2 separate regions of the Mus musculus genome follow, and region 1 is linked to region 2. The links are chromatin contacts, called in public HiChIP or PLAC-seq maps. All regions are on one chromosome and are shown on one strand. Each heading gives the region's core, a stretch centred on a gene start, on an enhancer-like site or on the middle of the called end of the contact. The rest is flanking DNA. Distances are from core to core; before and after follow the strand shown. Region 1 holds the start of Hivep1 (human immunodeficiency virus type I enhancer binding protein 1). Region 2 overlaps Gm32555 (a long non-coding RNA gene).

Region 1 (3,237 bases), core at 640-3,139, 36 kb after region 2:
ACAATTCAGAAAACTTACCAGGAAAGTGTTCTTATATTAACTATCTCAGAGAGAAGTTTTAATACTGGTTTGTTGCTCAAGAAAACACAGTAAAATGACAAATCAAAACCAGATATGCAGTTTTCTCAAACGCTCTTAGCATTGCTGTATCTTGGAGACATCCTGGGTTCATGGATACATTTCTGTTGTCTTCAGCAAATATTGAGTTAAAAATTTCTCTCTGGCACTTAACTTTTTTTTCTTCTCTTTCTGTTTCAAGTAACAAAAACTCGACTTCTGAAGACTTTTTGTTTTTAATCTTAACACATTATCTATGTCTGCATGTTTATCTTTTGGTTCAAACAGCTCGGCTGGGGGAGGGGAACTACATTATATGTTTTATGAATCCTACCCATTGGGTATTTCATTTAATAAAATAGAAGACATCTTACTGGAATATTAAAATGGTACTCTTTCATTGTAAGGCTGACATAGTATTACCCACCACCCGAGCTTTCTAGCTGCATAATCTTTGCTCCTATGACCAAATTTACTTTTTGGTAGGCATATTTTCTTCCTCTGCAAAACATTATTTTTGGCTCTAAGCTTGCCATTACCAAGTATTCCATTTTTAATAATTTCCATTCTGGGGCTTTGTGCTTTTCTTAGCTCCAGCAAGCTAGAGGTAGGACTTCCTCGGGGGATTTTAGGGGTCAACCGTTAGCAGGAACGACCTGGACATCTTTATGAAAGCCTAAGGGAGCAAAACAAGTTTGCACAGATGGTCAGCTGTTAGTGGGCGTATGATCGCTTAACAAAGAATATTTTTGTTTTGCGCCTTTTTTTTTTTAACACCTTATTCTTTCCAACTTTGAGGTGGCCCGTACAATCTTCTATCGGCTTTTTTTTTTTTTTGTGGATGCGTGTAATTTTTAAGTTCAAACTGCTAGTATTATGCCTACCCTTGAAAACCTGCTTCGTTCCCCAGAGTCAGCTCTCCTGATATTTCCAGAAGTTTCCAGTTCCCGTTCTCTAACGCTTTCTAGCAGCCGGGGTCAAACTCTGGTTTGTAATAAATTAGTCTGTCTTCCCTGTTCACTCCCCCAGAGTTCCAGAAGCCTGCTGGGTGGCTCCGCCCCGCACCCCCTCTTCGGCTTCCAAAGTTCCCTCGCGGGTTAGTCCCCAGCTGACAGGCAGCTAAGGAGGGGTTAACTGCGCTCGCCGCTGCTTAGGCTCTGGGAAGCACCGGCTCTCTCCGGAATAACCTTGGCTTTCCTCGGTCTTTTAATAGAACATCCGCCACCAAAAAAGTGGTTTCAGTTTAGGGCTTAATAACACGTCCCCTCTGACCCTCCAAGTCAACAACCCAGCCCCCTTTCATTCTCTCTCTCTTTTTTAAAAGTTATTTTTTAAAGTTAATGCGTTTCAAGTTTCACTATGATTTTCCCCTTCCCTCTACGCGGAGCAGAGGAAACCCCCTTGGGGTCCCCCCTCCCTCCAGGGTCCTCCTCCTCCTCCTCCTCCCTACCAGGGCCAGGGCGAGGGGCGGGGCTGGGAGACACCATGACGTCACCGGGCCGGCCCACAGCCTGCTCTAGAAAGTCAAAAGACGGTAAAGAGAATCCGGCCCCGCCCGGCCCCGCCCCTCCTCCCGGGCCAACCGCCCCCGACTGCGGCCCGGCCGGGCTTCCCCGGGCCGCGGAGCCCCGCCTCCGCTGCCGCCCCGCCCCGCCCCGCCCTTCGGGCCGCGCCTCCTCCTGCGTCCTGGGTCCCCGCGGCGGGGCCTGCGGCGGGCGGGCGGGCGGGCGGGGCGGCAGGGGGCCCCGGGCCGGCTTCACAGGAGCCCGCCCTCCCGCCGCAGCCCCCGCCCCGCCGCCCCCGGGGATCCCCTGCTGCCCCGCCCACGCGCGGGGGGAAGCCGCCGACCTTCGCCCTGGCCGCCCTCGCGCTGCCAGCCGTCCTCACGGACACCCGGGAGAGGTAAAGGCCGCTCTCCCGCCGGGTTCCACTCGGTCCCTCCCGCGCCCAGCTCGCGCCTCGGTGCCCGTCGGGAGGAGGCTCCGCTTGTGCTGATGTCCCGGTTGTCAAGTGCAGCGCAGTTCCCGACGGGTGCGGGGCCGGGCGCGGCGGTGGGGGCGCTGCACCCGGGAGAGCGCGGCGCGGGGGGCGGGGGCCGGGACCACCTCCCCCTGGCGGGCGGGCGCGCGGGTGTGCGTGTGAGTGAGTGTGTGCGCGTGTGCCGGCGCCGACCTTGCGGAGGGGATGCTGCGTGCGGGAGCCGCTTGCCACTTCGGCGGGTCCTGGCCGCACGGGCGGCGGGAGCTGCGGTCCTGCGAGCCCAGCAGGTACGGAGGGCCGGCCTCCTGGTCGCCGCGGCCGCTTCTCGCAGGAGGGCTCGGCGGGGCTGCGGGAGACCAGGCCGCGGCTTCCGCACCTCCCGGCTTTGTGGCTCGCTTTCCCTTTCGGTCTTTGCCCGGAGTGCCTGTTTACTCCGGGCCACCTGGGTAGTTTCCCTCCCCGTAGGGCGCGCGCCCGCCGCTGGTGGGTCGGGGCCGGTGGGTAGGGGCGCGGGGCGGCTTGGGCTCGCCGCGGGGTCGGGCTCCAGCCGGAGTTGCGGCTAGAGAGGGGAGGGGGCTGTGGCGAGGCTGGCGCGAGGAGGAGTCTCAAGGCTGCTGCTCTCGCCGACTCTGTCCTCCTCCTCCTCCTCCTCCTGCTCTCCGCATCCACTCTAGGCTCCTTCCGGAGCTGGCACTTCCATTCCCCCCTCCTTCTGGCATGCGAAGCGCTTTGTTCAGTGCAGCGTTGCAGAGGGGTTTTCCCAGGCTCCGCCCTCCACATTCATTCATGTTTTTTCTCCTTGTGACTGTCTTTACGCTTTTTTGATTGTGTCCTGTTTTTGCACCTTGTAGTATGTATTTCTTTCTCGAGAAAGAATGGTCGATCACTGGTCCTAGTCGCCACGGTGGTGCTGTCGTCTTTGAAAATAACCACTTCTCCACCGCGGATTTAAATGTGGGCTGGACAGCTAGGGACAGGGGGGCTGGAGGCTGCAAAACCGGGTCGCACAAAGCTGTTACAGGTTGGGAATTTGCATATTTTAACATTTAAGCTTGGGAGCTGTGGGAGGTCACGTGATCGGCTTACAATCCGAGTTCACGCTTTAAAAACTTCGTAATATCGTGACCGCTTAAAAGCTTTAGTTTTAATACGGAACGGAACACTTACAGCTTTATCTTTAAATTCTCTGTGCAGTCAAAA
Region 2 (3,458 bases), core at 909-3,408:
AGAGGTGGCTCAGTAGTTAAGAGCACTGTCTGCTCTTCCAGAGGTCCTGAGTTCAATTCCCAGCAACCACATGGTGACTCACAACCATCTGTAATGGGATCTGATGCACTCTTCTGGTGTGTGTATGAAGACAGCTACAATGTAGTAATATAAATAAAAACAAATCATAAAAAAATTATTTTCACACGACATAACCTTGCTCATTTAAAACATAGTTACTTGTGCTCAATGTGCTCATGGTGAAAGTGATTACTAACCCATCTCTTCCATCTTGCAAGACAGAATTAGGTACCCGTGTAACAACAGCTCCTTACCCCTTTCTCCTGACCGTCAGCAAACACCTCTCTAGTTTCCATTTCTTTCTATTTGACCTCTCTACATATCTCACGTATTAGCAGAATCATACATATTGTGCTTCTTCTGACTGGCTTACACCATGCTTTTAATGATAACTCGACTTCCCCAATTGTATGTATCTTTTTATCGGTGATAAGATACTGTTACCACATCATCCAGATTCTAGTTAACCTTTGCTTTGATATGTCAGTCAGCACGCTGAGTATCCTACATGGAATCTCAGTTCCCTGTCACCGCAGTTTTATGCTTACTGCTTCATAAGTAAGGACCCAGGCCAAGCAACTATCCCAATGCCACAGAAGGAGTGAGTATTAAAGTTTTTGTTCACGCTCAGGTGGTCAGACCTCTTAACCAATAGACCACACTGCCTCTTATCTACATTGGTAATTTGCAGAGTGTAAAGGCAGTCTCTCCCAAGGTGGCCAGGTATTCTTCAGACGAGAACTCTGGTTAAGTGACTTCCAGTTTCACAATATCTTCAAAACATTCATTCTAAGAACATACACAGGCTGACGCGTGTTTCTTCAAGATGATTTGACGCAGTTAGTGTGATAGATGCTCTGGCCCCTCCCTCTGTCTTGAGTCACCAGCATTTTCCAGGGACAGTTCATAGGTGCCTGCTGGCTTCTCTCTCAGCTGTCCTGCCTGAGTCTTGCATGAGCACAGAATACTGTCCGCTTACCTAGCCAGCGTGCCAGGCATCTGAGAATACATGTGGGGGAATGTTATCATCTCAGGGATGGGGAAGAGAGGTGAATATCACACCTGCCCTGGGCACTGCCCCTCCCTTTGCATCCCTCTACCCATTCCTGTCCCTGTTGCCCCTATTTGTGTTACACCAGGATAACTCGATATGCTTCTTTCTCGCTCATTTCCCCTTTGTCTCAAGGCCACCAGGGATCCGAAACGAAGTCAATCAACAAATGTGACCATGGAATTGCAAAGGCAGATACTCCTTACTTTATGATTTCGAACAGAAGTGTATCCTCAGAGCAGATGTGTGTTTGGAGAATCTTGGGAGACACCATCTTGACAGTGAGGCCTTGGATAAACAGGACTCTGAGGTAAACTCCTAACCCGCCATAGCATGGAAGCACTAGATGCAAAAGGAACTTGCTAGCCTCGTTCAACAGTCCCTCCCCACCCCCACCCCCACCCCCAGTAAACGCAGCAGACACCAAGTCATTTTAAACAACAAACAGCATAAATTAAATTTGAACTGCAGCGTACATGTCATTGTTGGCTCTTTGCAGAATAAATGTGATACAAGCTGAGCAGATCTAAAAGGCAAGTCATTTCCTCTGTTTCTGGGAAAGCCACCTGTAGGTCTCTGTTTACAGGTCTTCAACATCACCCTTGGAGCACCGTCAGGGGCACACAATGGTTCGGCATGGCTTTCCCATTTATACCGCTATTGAGATAAATGAGGCATTCATGGGAAATAAAACAGTAAATGCATGTTACACGTCGGTTCATAAAAGAAGCACGGCTATTCATCCAAAAGAGAAATACCCACATTGAACTCATTAGAGAAATTATGAAAACACCATTTTGTCACAGTCCTACGCAGCTGGGTCTAGTCGAGGTGAGTGGAAGTTAATCAGTCATAAGCAATCAAGAAAATGCCCCGTGGGCTATTTCCTCATAGCCAGCAGCAGCCTACAGTGCCCATACAGAAACCAGGCAGACAGTCCTCAGAGGTGCTAGGGTAGACAAGGCGGGACTTCACTGGCCTCGGAGTCCTTCAGTCTAAAGGAGATGGCCTGTCCGTGAAGACTCACACAGGAAACTCAAGGGTGAAAAGCAGAGACTTAAACCTAATCCAAAACAAAGGATTCCACAGCAACTGTTGGTACTTTCAGTTCCTCAGGGAAATGTGGTTTGGGAGGAAAGACGCACAACACGAAAGGAGAAAGTCAGAATTAGTCTAGGGGATGTTTCTAAGTGATAAAGACATTGCTGTTTTTAAATCAAAGTTGGCTGGAAAATTACCAGACGATCATGGGCACTGATAAATGTCCCTTCGGTGTGCCCTCCATGGCAACTATGGAAGAAAAAGTAATAGGGGAAGGGGGAGAAACCACATGATGAGACTGAGATGAGACTAAAATGAACGCTTGTCTTCCATTTCACAGAAAGAAGGAAGCTTTGAGAGAAGGGACGTGGGGACTTTCTTCATTTAGTCTGGCCGCTTTCCATCTACAGAATGCCATCCCAAAGATTCATTCTGATCGTCTGCTGTCTCATCTGTCGCTAGGTGGGTCTGTGGTGGCTGTGTCTAGAATGGAAGATTCTAGAGGATGAGAGTATGAATTATTCATAGATAATGCAGTTGTATTTGTGGGGCAAAAGGAGAAACAAGCCTCTTTGTGCTGACTGGAGGAGTGGCAGGCAGTTTGCCGTGTTGCCTGTGGTGTTATTGGCAGCATCTCGAGGAGCCTGCTTAAGGCTATCCTATGACGTCACGGGTAGGCATGGTACCCTCTGCCAGTATGGAAGACATCTGGAGGTATTTACCAATCAGTGCATGTTGAATCTGGCCTGTTGGTGAAGTCCAGCAGAACACTACAGAGCACTGTCATTAGGAGAATAAATGTAAGTAAATATAAAATATATGCCAGGGCATCTTTTAATATCCACATATTAAAATGTTGACCTTTTAAAAGAATCAATTCAAAAGTGGTCAAATATTATGTAGATTATGTGGCAAATGACTGAACCTTTGTAGGATATAAAAGTATTGTTTCAGCTTAGTGCTTTGTGTGCACATAGTATATAAAACTTTGGATGAATAAATGTTTTTCTCAGTGAGCTCATACTCTGTTTGTATAGGGATATCAATTACTTTTACAGAGAGTGGTAATTAAACATATAAAACTCACCTATGAGTCAGTATGTCTTTATATACAATTATGTCTAATACAGAAGGTATGCACATATCCATCGTTACTTTGAAATATCCTTAAACATGTCTGTTTCAATAACAGTTGTATGTAGAAATATGTAAAAGGTATACAGCTCCCTCTGACCTGTGTAAGAATTATACACATGCACACATGTTCATCTGTTAGTTACTTTTCTTCATGCTCTGACCAAATACT

Evidence for each region. HiChIP or PLAC-seq counts read pairs in DNA pulled down with a chosen protein or histone mark.
Region 1: an H3K27ac HiChIP or PLAC-seq map of bone marrow-derived dendritic cells shows a contact between it and region 2, with 3 times the contacts expected there. The contact joins the promoter of Hivep1 here to the enhancer-like site in region 2. A contact is called at or near these places in 1 of 39 promoter capture datasets (pre-B cells), 3 of 484 Hi-C or Micro-C datasets (adipose-derived mesenchymal stem cells, bone marrow-derived dendritic cells and macrophages), 5 of 115 datasets of contacts at active chromatin or transcription factors (bone marrow-derived dendritic cells, embryonic fibroblasts and embryonic stem cells) and 2 of 9 other capture datasets (adipose tissue and pancreatic islet).

Annotation. Positions count from the first base shown.
Region 1 is chr13:42,050,132-42,053,368 of GRCm38.p6, forward strand. It overlaps Hivep1 (human immunodeficiency virus type I enhancer binding protein 1), which reads left to right and starts at 1,890. Exons shown (of 9, transcript NM_007772.2): 1 at 1,890-1,959. It overlaps Gm28707 (a long non-coding RNA gene), which reads left to right. Exons shown (of 2, transcript XR_001780922.2): 2 at 1-436.
Region 2 is chr13:42,013,628-42,017,085 of GRCm38.p6, forward strand. The region is part of intron 3 of Gm32555 (a long non-coding RNA gene); the gene reads right to left. Among named protein-coding and RNA genes, the nearest start is that of Gm32555, 5.7 kb to the right of the region's middle. Within about 2 kb of position 2,159, at least 24 of the 459 cell types and tissues checked have an H3K27ac peak or open chromatin away from gene starts, as enhancers often do. A contact at or near this core is called in adipose tissue and bone marrow-derived dendritic cells, where this site is marked.